2 separate regions of the Capra hircus genome follow, and region 2 is linked to region 1. The links are chromatin contacts, called in public Hi-C maps. All regions are on one chromosome and are shown on one strand. Each heading gives the region's core, a stretch centred on a gene start, on an enhancer-like site or on the middle of the called end of the contact. The rest is flanking DNA. Distances are from core to core; before and after follow the strand shown. Region 1 has its middle 29 kb from the start of HMOX1. Region 2 has its middle 39 kb from the start of MB.

The links. Hi-C and Micro-C count contacts between places; a contact is called where the count stands out from the background.
Region 2: a contact with region 1 is called in a Hi-C map of blood, with 8 times the contacts expected there. The contact joins two enhancer-like sites. A contact is called at or near these places in 2 of 5 Hi-C or Micro-C datasets (both in blood).

The regions. Positions count from the first base shown.
Region 1 is chr5:72,271,713-72,279,206 of ARS1.2, forward strand. No RefSeq gene overlaps it. Among named protein-coding and RNA genes, the nearest start is that of HMOX1, 29 kb to the right of the region's middle. Within about 2 kb of position 2,794, at least 3 of the 5 cell types and tissues checked have an H3K27ac peak or open chromatin away from gene starts, as enhancers often do.
Region 2 is chr5:72,464,921-72,472,414 of ARS1.2, forward strand. No RefSeq gene overlaps it. Among named protein-coding and RNA genes, the nearest start is that of MB, 39 kb to the right of the region's middle. Within about 2 kb of position 3,396, at least 2 of the 5 cell types and tissues checked have an H3K27ac peak or open chromatin away from gene starts, as enhancers often do.

The DNA of each region.
Region 1 (7,494 bases), core at 1,544-4,043:
CGAGGCGTGGCTTGGAGCCGGGCGCACAGGAGACCAGGCCCAGCCAGGCCTCCATGAGGGGCTGGGGCAAGGGGAGTAGCTGCAAAGCAGGTACATGGGACCAAAGGCGAGTCCATCCGCCAGGCAGGGAGGAGGGGGCTCACTGTCCAGGCCGCGGCTCAGAGCGTGAAGAAAAGCAAGCCTGGAGAAAGACAGCTGGATGTGACCTCTGACCTGTCTCTCCAGCCTGAACCACCTTTCTCTCCACACCACCCGCTGGGGAGCAGCTGTGTCCCTGTCCCTGGGCAACTAGTGTCAGCCTGGTCTGACAACTTTTTAGGACTCTTCAGTCACACCAAGCTTGACTGGTCTAAAGGTTACCTCCTGCATCCTGCATGAATTAGCTGTGTCTGCCCAGGTAGTGGGAAGGCTCTGGTTCTCACAAGATTAATATTACGCATCTCCCGGATGCGGTCCAGCCTTGCCTGGCTACTCGGCAGTGACCCCCGTGCCAGCCCTGCCCAAGGATGCTCAGACTCAGAACGGGGGAGAGGCCAGAGTTGGAGTACCAGGCTGGCGCACCGTCCCCAGCACCTCTCCACCTTCTCCTGCCTCAGGTCACGCAGAGGTGGCCGGGTGCAGGGGACCGCAGCCGGACTCACCAGGCTGCCACCCCCCAACAGCACTCAGGACAGCAGATGGCTTCTAGAGGCTCCTTCCTGGGCTGTTCTGGCCAGTGGTCAGCAGCAGTGCACCCGACCACCAGCCTCGGGTGGTAGCTGAATTCTGTGTGGGAGGAAGGCCCCAAAGCACCTGCATTTTGTGACCATCTTTTTCATAATACCCACCTGTATCATGAGGTTGGGAGCCTCTGGTGGTCAGATAAGAGGACTGTGGTGATAATAGGTGGGTTACCCCCCACCCCTTGGCCTGACGGGACTGCTCCCGGGCACGCTCACACACACGGTCGGGTGGGGGGGTGGGCAAGCTATGCTGCTGAGCTCCGGCAGGTGTCCCACCTACTCACTGAGCCTCCAAGCCTCTGACCTGGGTCCCCCGGAGGCTGGGGCCCTTCCCCTGCAGCCCCTCAGCTCTCACCACCCCACATTGCTGTTGTGGGCCCTCCCCCAGCCTGGGCCTTTCCACACCTCACAACGGTCCTGTGGAGTCAGTGGTTTTAACCGCTGCTCTCGAGTGGGAAATGGGGTTGGGGGAGCCGGGAGCGAAGGGTGGGACCCGGTGCTCTGGACGCCGCTGCCCCCGCTCCTCGCTGCCCCTGCTGCTCCAGGTGAGTGACAGCGAGCCAGGAAACCCTCAGTGGGAGCTCCAGGGGCTCGTGGCCTGTGCATGGCTAAAGTTGCCTGTTCTTTCCTGCGTGTGGGTACCCCAGTGGCACACCAGATGTGGTTCTGTGTACTGAGAACTCAAGAGGTGAATGTGCCAGGCCCAGTGGGCCCCATGGGAGGGCAGGGGGTAGTAGACACAGGTGTAAGTTCCACACAAACCACCTACTCTGACGTGAAGAAAGCAGAGGCTGATGCCAGGGAACAGAGCCTGAAGGTCAGACAGGGCCCAAGGCCAGTGAGGTGGGGCCTGCCCCAGAGAGCCTGGCCTCGAAGGTGTCCAGGCTTCCTCTGCAGGGGGCAGCACAGCGCAGCCCCGCCTTAGGGCCCCTCCAGAGAGAGGGCCTCTGGCGCTGCGATGGGTGAGGGAACCCTGGCAGAAGCCACCAGCGCTGGCCAGGCTGGATCTCCTGGCACCAGGCCGTGTTTGAGGCCACAAGCCCCAGGTCAATCGCAGCATCAGGAAGCTGCGGGGCCCCACTTAAAGGAGGGCCAACTGCAGGGGTGCCTTGGCCTGCGGGCGGAGGCAGGATTATCCAGGCGCCAGCGGCTCCTGCTGGGCCCAACTGCCTCGGAAATGGTACCCAGCCAGGGGTCTGGGGAGGTTGAATGGAGCCAGTTAGGTGGGTAGGGAGAGGGGAAGTACGGACCAGAGCTGCCTTCAAAGGCCCCTGGCAGAGCCTCCACCCCTTTGCTCTCTCCAGGCTTCCCTGACCCACCAAACCCAACCCTGAGCCTGGACAGTGAGCCCACTTCCCCCCTCCCAGTTGTCATACAATAGCCAGTCATGGTGCAGCCCTTCTGAGCTGTGTGGCTTTAGGCAAATTCTTAACTCCCTGTGCCTCCTGTTATCTCACTTGTAAATGAGCTGACGGCAGTTGCTCCCTCATAGGGCTGTTGAAGTGAAGTCGACTGAGCTCAGTCGTGTCCGACTCTTTGGGACCCCATGGGCTGTAGACTACCAGGCTCCTCTGTCCATGGGATTTTCCAGGCAATAGTCCTGGAGAGGATTGCCATTTCCTTCTCCAGGGGATCTTCCCAACCCAGGGATGGAACCCAGGTCTCCCGCACTGTAGACAGACGCTTTCCCGTCTGAGCCACCAGGGAAGTCCTGGTGGACTGTTACGAGGTCAATTAAGAGGCATAACACCTGTCAAGGAAATGTTCCAACATGTCCACCTCCAACCAGAGCGGCCTCTGCATCAGACACAGCCAGGCGCACTGCCCTGTAATTTCAGAGACCCCAGTTCAGCCTCCAGTATTGCTTTTCCAGTTCTCAAAGGTGCTGGCTGCCTCCCAGACAACCTGGGTTCCACAACAGCTGCTGCCCCTGAGTGGGGCTGTGGTACCTTGATCCAAGCAGTGGGAGAGAAGCAGGATCTGCCCACTGGTCTTGGATGGTCCTGCTGACTCACGGCGGGCACTTCGGAAAGCCTTCCCCCGGTCCCATCCCCGCCCTCTCCAGGGGTGACTCTGGGTCAGGGCAGTGTTCCACAGCCACCACAAGGTGGCAGCAGTACTCCACGTCCCAGGGCCAGTGGGGCCAGCGCCTCTGAGTTGAGGAAAGGAGGGACCCGCAAGAGAGCCCTGGGTGGGCAACATGGAGCCTTGGCCCTCTGAGCTCCCCAAAGCTGCGAGTACCTCCTACAAGGTTACAGGGTGCATTCATTCCTGAGGGGACGCTCAGTGGATGCAGCATGCGGATCCACGTGTAATTCTAGTTCCACCTGTATTTGCATGATAGCACAAGTTTATACAGTCACAACCCAACACCACAGATCCCCTCCAGTTTTCCGTTCCCTGTGCCCCCTCTTTAACTGCAGAGCCTGGTTCCCGCTGCCCTTCATGTACAGACCTATTTGCTCAGCCCCGTGGGTAGCCAATCACCCTCTGCCCGCACCGGCCCAACCCTGAAGGTGTACTCACCTTCCTTGGATCCCGACATCCCTGGGTGGACCACCAGAACCCCTGCTCAGACCCCACCCTGCCTGGGGCCACCGCAGCACAGCCCCACCCCAAGGCTGTTTCCTGCCTTGCCTGGTACTGTCTAATGACTTTGGACCAATTACTCAGGACGGAAGAGGAAGAGGGGATTTCACTTTAAGAAGCATGGTCAGGGACTTCCCTGGCAGTCCAGTGGTTAAGACTCCCTGCTTCCACTGTAAGGGGCTCAGGTTTGATCCTGGGTTGGGAGCTAAATCCCGCATGCCACGTAGAACAGCCAAAAAGTTGTTTTGTTTTGTTTTGTTTTGTTAAAAAAAAGGATGGTCAGAGAAAGCCTCTCCAAGGTGATGTGTGAGTCCCATTGTCCCCACAAACCATCCAAAGGTTTGCACAAATCTAGAATTTGCACCTCCAAACTACCATTGCCTGCCTCTTACATCTCAAAAAACAAAAAGCCTTAGTGGGTTCGTGTGCTAGGACTGCCATAACAAAGTTCCACAGACTGGGGGCTTAAACAGCAGAAGTGTTTTATCTCATAGTTCCAGGCCGCGGGGGTTACAGTGCCAACAGGTTGCTTGTCTGGAGGCTTCTCTCCTTGATTTGCAGACAGCCATCTTCCCTCTGTGTGCATCTGCGGCCTCATCTCCTCTACACCAGTCATACTGGGTTAGGGCCACAAGGGCCACAGTCCATGAGGTCGCCAAAAGTCAGGCATGAATCTGTCTCTCACTTCACTAGTGACCTCATTTTATTTTAATTACCTCTTTGAAGACCCTGTCTGCAAATATAGTCACATTTTCAAGTCTTAGGGGCTAGGACTTCAACAGATGAATTTGAGGGAGACACATTCAGTCCACGTGCTCAGATATACAGTGTCCCTCTGGCCATCTTCCTAGGACATGCCTGCTCTGCTTTGGCCCCTGTCCCAGAACAGAATCACCATGACCCACACCAGCTCTGCAGAGGGGTAACCATGTGTCACGCCCACCTCCACCCTCTCCATGTCCCCTCCCCTGGTAGGGGTTCGAGGGCAGTTTAATCCATCCTTGGGCCAGTCTGGCGTTGGGGGTCAAAGAAAGCAGCCCTGGGGGCCAGGGGCAGAGCAGAGCGGGAAGGAGGTGAAAGCAAGGAGACCACAGACACCCAGAGCCTAGGCCAGGGGCTGTCCTGGACCCCGTTGCCACCTGCTGTGTTTTAGAGCAGATCCAAGGGAGTGACCTGGTGGGGTTCCCTTCCACCCACCCTGGGGCACCAGGACCAGGCCCCTTCGTCTCTCTTTGCTTCTGACTCAGGACTCGTGGCCTCTCCCAGCCCCTGCCTGAGGCCAGCCTGTACCTCTTTCCCCTGTAGTCCAGCTGGCTTCATGCCGAGTTACAGCTGGCTGGGCCACTGTGTTATCACAGAGAGGGAAACAGCAGCCTAGAGAGGGGAGGGGCCCTGTCCGGGCAGGTGTACTGCCTCGCTGTCCCAGCCCACCCCAGGAGCTCAGGAAGGCCAGGGCAGGGGGCCTTATTTATCAGGCTAGAGGCTGTGCAGGCCTAGCACTGGCAGGGGGTCAGCAGACACACTGGATGGTTCACATGGCCACTGGTTTACCGTGTGGTTTGAGGCAAGCCCTTCCCTCCCGGGGCCTCAGTATCCCCAGCTGTCAACCCAAGAGATTGACTAAGTGATCCTGGGACTCCCTCCCACTCTGCTCTTCTGCTCCCTCAACTCCCAAACTCCACAATCCTCTCTCTGAAAGAAAAAAATATACATATATGAGGCTGCTGCTGCTGCTGCTGAGTCGCTTCAGTCGTGTCCGACTCTGTGCGACCCCATAGACGGCAGCCCACCAGGCTCCCCCGTCCCTGGGATTCTCCAGGCAAGAACACTGGAGTGGGTTGCCATTTCCTTCTCCAATGCATGAAAGTGAAAAGTGAAAGTGAAGTCGCTAAGTCGTGTCCAACTTTTAGCGACCCCATGGACTGCAGCCTACCAGGCTCCTCCATCCCTGGGATTTTCCAGGTGATAGTACTGGAGTGGGGTGCCATTGCCCTCTCCGAAATATATGAGGCTAGACATCCTAATAACAGAGGTAGCAACATGGGGTCTCAGGGTTCTTCTCCCACTCCAGGACACACAGGAGTGGGAAAATGGCTGCCGACCAGGACAGCAGAGCAGGTAGGGGAGGCCCTGGGCCATGTGAGCTGCCCCTCCGGTGAGCTGGCAGCCCCAGGGGCAGAAAGGAAGTGAAACCCAAGCTGCGAACCTCTTTGCACTCACCACCCCCACCCCAGCCCTAGGATAGCCCCTGAAAAGAGGAAGCTAGTGGTGCACCAGGAGAGTAACCTGCCCTTGGGCTGCACAGGGTAGGGGTGAGAGCAGCCAGTCCTGGGGCTCCTGAGATGGAAAGGAAAGGAATCACGGCTTCCCTGGCAACTCAGCGGTAAAGAATCCACCTGCTGATGCAGGAGACACAGGTTCGATCCCTGATCCAGGCAACCAAGCCCATGCACCGCAACTGTTGAGCCTGCACTCTGGAGCCTGGGAGCCACAACTACTGAGCCCACACGCCGCAAGTACTGGAGCCCTCGCACCCGAGAGCCCGTGCTCTGCGACAAGAGGAGCTACCTCAATGAGAAGCCCGCACACCGTAGTGAAGACCCAGCACAGACAAAAATAAACATTAAAAAAAAAAAAAAAGAATGTCCATCTTGTGGAGGAGAGAAGTGGGCTCAGAAAGGTCAACTACTCAATCCAAGGTTACACTGCTGGGAAGTGGACTGGCCCCTCTTCTTGGAGGAGAGAGTCCTACTGGGGGGTCAGATGAGGTGCATTTTATTCTGATACTGAGGCAATGCCTAGGGCTGCTTTGGGGCTAGAAGAGTCTTGTGTGCAAGTCTGTGTGCACACATGTGTGTGCATCATAAGTGCATGATTGCACAAACAAATGTGTGTGTGCCCCTGAAGTGGGCTGGATGCACCATTTAGTCTGCGGGAGCGTCCTGGTCACCTGCAGGAAGGGGGCTGCCAGGGTGAGGCAGAGTCTCTTGGGCCCAGAGTGATGCAGAAACTTGGCCAAAGTCACAAAACAAATCTGTGCTACAACCAGGATTAGAAATCAGGTCGCCCACAGATCCGCCCCAGCAAGAAGTGGGGAAAGGACAGCAGTTGGGAGTCCCTCTGTGGAAACACCTCCTGGCCCCTCCCTGCACCCCAGCTCCCACAGAATGTTAAACCTCAGACACTATGTTAAACCTCTCACCAAGGACTTCCTTTATCACGGCTTCTCCAGGACCTGACTTGCAAGTTGTTTTGGTCTCGGTTTTTTGCCTACAGAACACTTGGCAATGCATTGAGGAGTAAATGCCCTACCATTTGTGTGTCCTAATCAGACTGCATCACATAGTGAGGCCCTTCTCATTCCAGTCAGAAATAGCCCCACTGGGCCCATCCACTGTCTGGGGCAGCCTCACTACCCAAAGGGCAGGAGCCGAGGGCTGCTGCACCGTGCCAGGCGCCCACAGGTCTCGGCCTTCACATTTGCCACACATGACCATTCTGGACCCCTCGCTTCTGCGCTGGCCCCTCCCTCGTGGACACAGTCTGCTCCCCACTTCCCTCCTCGACTCTGTTGCTGAGTCCAAGCTCATACTGCTCACCACGCAACAGGCTGATGAATTGAGAGAGGAGTTGTCGGACAGAGAATAGTGACTTTGTTTGTAAAACCAGACTAAGAAGGTGGTGACTAGTGTCCCAAAGAACCATCTTACCTGAGCTAGAATTCAGACTTCTTTTTCAGTGAAAGAGAAGGGGGTGTGGTTGAGTGTTGCAAACTTGTTGGTACCGGAATCCTTTGTCCTAGCTTATGCATCTGGTCACGATGTTCCTATAAACCTCCAACAAAACAAATGTGCTTTTTTGTGTGTTTTGTGTGTGTTTTGTATTTTGGGAGAAGTACTCCTTCACCTGCCTCCAGACCCAGCCATCAGACACTATGTTCCTGACCCTTCTTTCTAGGCCCGTCTCTTACTAATAATTTTTTTTTAATATCTATTATCTGTTTGGCTTTGCTGGTCTTTGTTACAGCATGCAAACTCTTAGTTGTGGCATGGGGATCTAGTTCCCTGACTATGTATCAAACCCAGGCCATCTACCTACATTGGGATTGAGGAGTGTTAGGATTGGAGAAGGAAATGGCAACCCACTCCAGTGTTCTCGCCTGGAGAATCCCAGGGACGGGGGA
Region 2 (7,494 bases), core at 2,146-4,645, 190 kb after region 1:
GGATACTCACAGATAGGGAAGAAAAAGCGGTCAGGAGCGTCTGGCTCCAACAGGCAATCCTGGGAGGGGAGCAGTGAGAAGTTGCTTATTTGTATTCCCACATCTGTGCTTGGGAAGGAAGCCCCATGGAGCAAAATGACCAAGAGGAGGGCAGGCATGGGGGCTGGACCCTCACGTGTACACGTTCCTGGAAACCCAGGGGGAAGGCTGCCCAAGGAGGGCACAGCCCCTGCCAGACAGCAGAGCACTACAGCCTGGAAGGGACCCTTAGCTGGAGAGACCTTTGGCAAAAGCAGACCCAGAGCATGCCCCTGGGGACTCCTTGGATCTGGACCAGAAGAACAAAATGTCCCTTTCACCAAGGGCAGTGCAGGGTGGGGGTGGGGCTGGGATCTCTTCAGCAAGTGGGGAGCCCTGGGTTATATTGCTGACACAGCACCGACGCACAGAGTGGCCTCAGACAAGCCCCCCGCCCACTCCAGCCTCCTTTCCTCACCTGTAATTGGAGCCAAGCTGCCTCCTGGGTCCCGGTAGTGCTGACATCTTATGGCCGGCGACCTGATTCTTGGGTTTCTAAGAGCATGGCGGGGGGGCGGGGGACGGGCTGTGGGCAGGGTCCTGTGTGGAGAGGTGGGACACAGTGGCCATTCCACTCCTCAGAGGGTGACTCAGGGCTTAAGGGCCCACTTCAGTCCCTGGGGGTTTAGCTGACGGTGAGGACACCCTGTGGGGGCTTCCATTTCACTTAATAGAGGCCCTGCTGCTTAATGTCTTCAGTTGTGTCCGACTCTTTACAACCAGGCAAGAATACTGGAGGGGGTTGCCATGCCCTCCTCCAGGAGGTCTTCCCAACCCAGGGAAAGAACTTGGGTCTCCTGTATTGCAGGCAGATTCTTTACCGCTGAGCCACCAGAGAAGCCAAATAGAAGCCCAGTTCACCCAAAGGCCACCACCTGCCCAGTGGCCAGCACAGTCCAAGGCTCTATTCCTCCCCAACCACCTCTGCTTTCTCCTGCCGCCACTCCCTTGCCCTGCTGGCCTCTTTGGTCACTTGAACCTGCCAGGCAGCTCTAATCGCTCTGCCTGGAGGCACGTGGTCACCCCTCACGTTCTGCAGGACCCTTTATGCAGCACCTTTGGCCTCTCCCCAGCAGCTGCCGGGACAGAGCTGGCCAGGCAGGGCCTGGCGGGCGGAGACAGGAAGGCCTCAGAGCTTTCCCAGGCTGAAGGCCACCAAGGAGCTGCTCTCGAATTCCTCCAGCACATCTGGACCATGCCGGACGTGGCTTTCCCAGACCCCACTGGCCTCTGTCTGCTGGGGATAAACAAGGCTTCCCCACCCACCCCACCCCTGCACAAAAGAGGGGGATGGGAGGCCCTGTGACAGGGAGGACTCCCTGGGGAGTTGCCACTCTCAAGGGGGGGGTCAATTCCAGGCCTCAGTGTCCTCACCTGGAAAATGGGTTTGGATTAGACGATCAGCTAGGCTGCCCAGTGCTGTAATCCAGAAGAGAGCAAGCAGCCCCAGGGCCTGCCCAGGGGACAGCTCCCCACCCCATTCCCATGGGAAGGGGACGAGTTACGTCCTAACTCTGGCCACAGGCTCTGCATCTATAAAATGGGCCTGAGCTGGAAGATCTTGGAAGCTGGTGCCCTCTCTACTGTTTTGTTACAGCTGAATGAGGAAAGAGGGTTACTGCAGGGAAGGAAAGAGCCCTTAGTGAGCACCAACTGTATGCCAGGTGCTTCTTGGACATTATCTCATATCCGTGTATTAGTTTCCCTCTGCTGCTATAACAAATTACCACAAACTTGGTCGCTTGAAACAACATGCATTAATTACCTTACAGCTCTGGAGGTCAGAAGTCGGAGATCAGTCTCACTGGGCAAAATGTGTCAACAGAGCTGGAGTCAACTCCTTCTGGAGTCCCCAGGGGAGAGTCCTCTTCCATGCCTTTCTAGAGTATGCTGACTTCATCCGCATCACGTGGCTCTCTCCCCTCTGCTGCTGCTGTCTTGTCTCCTCCTTCCCACTTGGGACTCCTGGGTAAGTCAGGACAGTGTCCCCATCAGGTGGCGTGAGTGGTAAAGAACCCGCCTGCCAATCCCGGTTCCATCTCTGGGTTGGGAAGACTCCCTGGAGGAGGGAATGACTACCCACTCCAGTATTCTTGCCTTGAGAATCCCGTGAACAGACAAGCCTCGCGGGCTACAGTCCATGGGGTCGCAAAGAGTCAGACACGACCGAAGCAACTCAGCATGCACACGAGATCTTTCCTTTAATCATATCTGCAGAGTTCCCTTCTCCAGCTAAGGGAACACAAGTGTTTAGGGGATTAGGATGTAGGTGTCTTTGGAGGGTCATTACTCCCCTTACTACACCTGTCACCACAATCTGTTTTGAGGTTCAGTTTCAAATCCCAGCTTCTGCCACTTTGTAGCTGTGTGACACTGGGCAAGGGCTTAACCCCTCCAGCCCTGTTTTGTCACCTATGAAATAGAGATAATGGTAGAGGGTTGTTAGAGATAATGCCAGAAGAGCTCTGAACATAGCCCTACTGTTGGTGCTGAGGAATGTACAATATAATTAGCAACCACAATAATGATAATAGTAATAATGAAATAATAATAGCAGCTCTTGTTATGAACTAGTTTTCAGCCCATGCTGAGCTGAGTATTGAGTTTATGTAGAGGAGATAAATAGGCACGATCCTGGCCATCATAGAACTTAGAACCAAGAAGGCAGGCTTTGAACAAATATCACAAATAATTAGGTAATTACCAGAGAGGCCCAGAGAGGCCTGAGGTCACACAGCTGGGAAGAGGAGAAATGGGTGGGCTTCACACCCAAGTCTGTCTGATTCCCAAGCCCTTATTTTTCCATGATACTCTCAGTCCCTCAGGGCTGGTTGAGGCCAACAGAGGACCAAAGATGGGAGGGGACTCGCCAAAAGCAGACCTAGATCTCTGGGCATCCTGCCCAAGGTTCTTCCCGGGGGAGATTCTGAGACTAAAGTGGTAATGACTAGTGACAGATAGTAACAGGCCAGAAGGCAGGATGGACATTCTATGCGCCCCAGTCTCATCCGACCTCTGTGATGCCCCAGGAGAAGAGACTTATCTTGCTTTCCAGATGAAGAAACTGAAGTCTCAGGTCATTTAGCTTGCCGAAGTTCACCTGGCAAACTAATTGCCAAGCAGAGTCCAGGACACTCATTAGGAGAAGGCTCTAGCGTGGAACCTCCAAGTTCAAGTTTGCCTGACCCTAAATCTGGTCCCTAATTCCGGCATACCCTGCCTCCTCCAGCTGGCTTGTCTGCAGTGGGAAGATACCGTCAGCGGTCTTAATCCTGTAGTGGAATGCTTCCTGAAGACAGTCTTCAGGGCGATGGGTGACCCGCTAGTGCCACCTAGTGGTCTATGGAATTATACCACTTCCCCCTGGGAGCCTCAAGGACCCTCAGAAGCACTGGGAGAGATCTTAGTACAACTTCTTCGTTTTCCATCCAGCTGGATTCTTTAGCAAATCAACAAGGCTGAGCTAAGAGTGATCGAAATGACCGAGATCAGCTTTCAGCTGAGGATACTGAGACCCAGACAAGGGAACTACACACCGAGCCGAGGGGCAGACCCAGGTGTCAGGAGGCAGGGTTGGCCCTGTGCCTGTCCAGTCTCTGGGAGACCAGAATGAATTAACTCTTCATGGTGCCTCGTGGGGTGGACCAGAGCACAGAAGGCCTTCCCTGGGCTCCCACCAAAAGCTAAGAGGCCAGGTTGGGACTCCAGGTTGGGACTCCGCTCCACGCCCAGGCCTATGTGTGGGTGGGCCATGGTGTTCCAGAGAGGGAGGGTGGGTGTGCTCTGCTGAACTTTGCCTCCAGCGTGGACACCCCAGGGCTGGGAGGAGGGATTGCCAGTAGGAGCTGATTGCCGGCTGAGTACTGAGGGTAGGAGAAAGCTGGCTAGAAAGAGAAACAGTGTCCAGGCTGAAGTGAGAACCAAGCCTCCTCCCACAGAGAGGTCTTGTGATTCTTCAGGACACACATGGCTGGAGAAATCCCAGGATTCTTGGAGAAACATAGTACTTGCCCTCAAGAGGCTTGATCTTGCTTTTACTTATTCAACAGTCACTGACACCTACTCTGTGCCTGCCCCATGAGGGGTGCTGGGGACCCGCAGAGTAAGCACACCAGGCTTCTGCTCTGCAGGACCCCTTAGCCCAATGGGGAAGACAAGGCGATAAGAGACCACGAGAACAGATGCATCAAAGAGGCCCCCAGGGTGGCCGGGGGCTCTGCAGTCAGACAGATCTAGCCGATGATACTAATGAAAATAGTGGCTAGCACTGAAAAGAATAAAATAATGCCTTTTGCAGCATCACGGATGGACCTAGAGATTGTCCTGCTGAGTGAAGACAGAAAAGGAGAAACATTGTATGACATCCCTTATATGGGGAGTAAAAATAAACGATATAAATGAACTTATTTACAAAATAGAATGAGACTCACAGACTTAGAGAATGAACCAGTGATTGTCAGGGGGAAGGATGGGGAAGGGATAGTTAGAGAGTTTGGGATCGACATGTACACACTGCTGTAAAGTGGATAACCAACAAGGACCTATTAAATAGCGCAGGGAACTCTGCTCAATGTAATGTGGCAGCCTGGCTGGGAGGGGAGTTTGGGGGAGAATGGATACATGTGTGTGTATGGCCAAGGTCCTTTACGACGCGCCTGAAACCATCACAACACTGTTGGTCAGCTGTGCTCCAACACAAAATAAAAAGTTTTTTTTAAAAAATAGTGGTTAAAAAAATAATAATAATAAAAATAGTGGTTAGCATGTATTGAGTGTCTATTATATGCCAGGCTCTGGTGCCAACATTTTCCACAGATTAGCTAATTTGGGGGAATCTTGATTCATTCTTACTAGTTGTGTGACTTTGAGAAAATTACTTAACCTCTCTGATCCTTGAGATTCTCATCTTCAGAATGGAAGCCATAATATCTACCTTGTGAGATTCTTGTGGGGTTTAAATGAGATGGTGAGTGTGTGTGTGTGTGTGTGTGTGTGTGTGCACGTGTGTGTGTGGTGCCTGGAATACAGCATGTCCTCCATAAATGGTTGCCGCAATCAAAATAAGTGCTCTAATGGAGGGATGTTGGAGGGGCCGCACTATCCCATGCTTACACTGAGGGGTCATCTTAGGTCTGGGATAGTTGTGTCTGAGGTCAGAAGAGGGAGGGAGCAGGTAAGGGCAGACCCCTAGAAAGAAGGGGAAATTTGGCCAGGGTCTGGAAAGGGTGGGGGTCCTGTCTTCTCCTCCTCCTCAACTCCCCCTTCCCCTCTGGGGCCCCCTCGCCCCCCTCATTCCCATACCTACTACCTTGGACCAGGCCTCCCCATCTCCTGCCTGGACCCACATTTCTACTGATTTCATTGTCCATCCCTCCTCCCCGCAGCCAGAGGGAGCTTCTAGAACACAAATCTGCCTGTCCCTGTCTCTCTCTGGCCACCTGATCCCCTCCCTAAAGGAAAGTCTATTCAAATGTGAGGGTCAAGGCCCCTCCCTCCTGGAACTGGCCTGTTTCCACAGGGACCCAAAGTTTAAGCCACCCGAGGCCACAAGGCACTACCACTGCTCCCCGGCGGATCCACGACCTCCTTCCTGGTGGTGCCCTCTGCCTACAACGTGCTCCGCTGGGCTGTTTGTCCCCTGCCTCATCTTTCCAGACTTGCGCCATCTCTGGGGGGAGCCTTCCCACGAGCCCCTTCCCCGTAGTTCTCCCCACAACACACACACACACATTTTGCTCCCTGCCCCCAGGCTACAGAGTATTCCCTGCTTGGCTATTCCCTGTATCACTTCATCTCCCTTACTGGACAACTGCATTATTTTTTAAAATTGAAGTACAGTTAATTTTCTTCCCTGATAGCTCAGTTGGTTAAGAATCCGCCTGCAATGCAGGAGACCCTGGTTTGATTCCTGAGTCAGGAAGATCTGCTGGTGAAGGGATAGGCTACCCACTCCAGTATTCTTGGGCTTCCCTTGTGGCTCAGCTGGTAAAGAATCCACCTGCAATGCGGGAGACCTGGGTTCAATCCCTGGGTTGGGGAGATTTCCTGGAGAAGGGAAAGCCTACTCTCTCCAGTATTCTGGCCTGGAGAATCCCATGAACAGAGGAGCCTGGTGGAACAGTCCATAGGGTTGCAGAGTTAGACATGACTAAAGTGATGAGTTCAACCCCAAATTCATATGGGCTTCCCTGATAGCTCAGTTGGTAAAAAAATAATCAGCCTGCAATGCAGGAGACCTTGGTTCAATTCCTGGGTCGGGAAGATCCCCTGGAGAAGGGATAGGCTACTTCTCCAGTATTTCTGGGCTTCCCTTGTGGCTCAGCTGGTAAAGAATCCACCTGCAATGCAGGAGACCTGGGTTTGATCCCTGGGTTGGGAAGATCCCCTGGAGAAGGGAAAGGCTACCCTCTCCAGTATTCTGGCCTGGAGAATGCCATGGAATGTACAGTCCATGGTGTAGCAAAGAGTCAGATATGACTGAGCAACTTTCACTTTTCACATTTACAATGGTCTGGTAGTTTCTGATGTATAGCACATCAAAATATATTCTGGTGATCCAGAATATATGTATATTCTTTTTCCATCTTCTTTTCCATTACAGCTTATTATAAGATACTGAATACAGCTCCCGTGCTATACAGTAGGACTTTACTGTTTATCTGTTTTATGTATAGTAGCTTGTATCTGTTAATCCGAAACTCCTAATTCATCTCTCCCCACCTTTCCCTTTGTGTTCTATGTCTGAGAGTCTGCTTCTGCTTTGTAAATAAGTTCATTTGTGTCACATTTTAGATTTCACATTAAGTGATATCATATGATACATGTCTCTCTTTCTGACCTACTTGGTTTAGCATGGTGATCTTTAGGTCCATCCATATTGATGCGAGTGACATTAATCCCTTATTTTTCTAGCTGAGTCATATTCCCTTGTGGACATGCACCAAGCTTTCTCCATTCATCTGTGGATGGACATTCAGGTTGCTTCCAGGTCCTGGCTATTGTAAATAGTGCTGCTTTGTACATTGGGGTGCTTGTGTCTTTTCAAATTAGAGTTTTTCCAGATATGTGCCCAAGAGTAGGACTGCTGGATCATATGATAACTCTATTTCTAGTTTTTTAAGGACCCGCCATACTGTTGTCCACAGTGGCTGCACAATTCACATTCCTACCAACAGTGCAGGCGGGTTCCCTTTTCTTCACCCCCTCTCCAGCATTGATTATTGGTAAACTTTTTAGTAATGGCCATTCTGACTGATATGAGGTGATGCCTGATTGGACCTTTTGATCTGCATTTGTCCCTTTTACAGTTAGCAATGTTGAGCATCCTTTCACTTGCTTGTTGGTCATTGCATGTCTTCTTCGAAGAAATTACATGATTCCTTAAAAGAAGCAGAAACGATTATCTTAGAATTATCT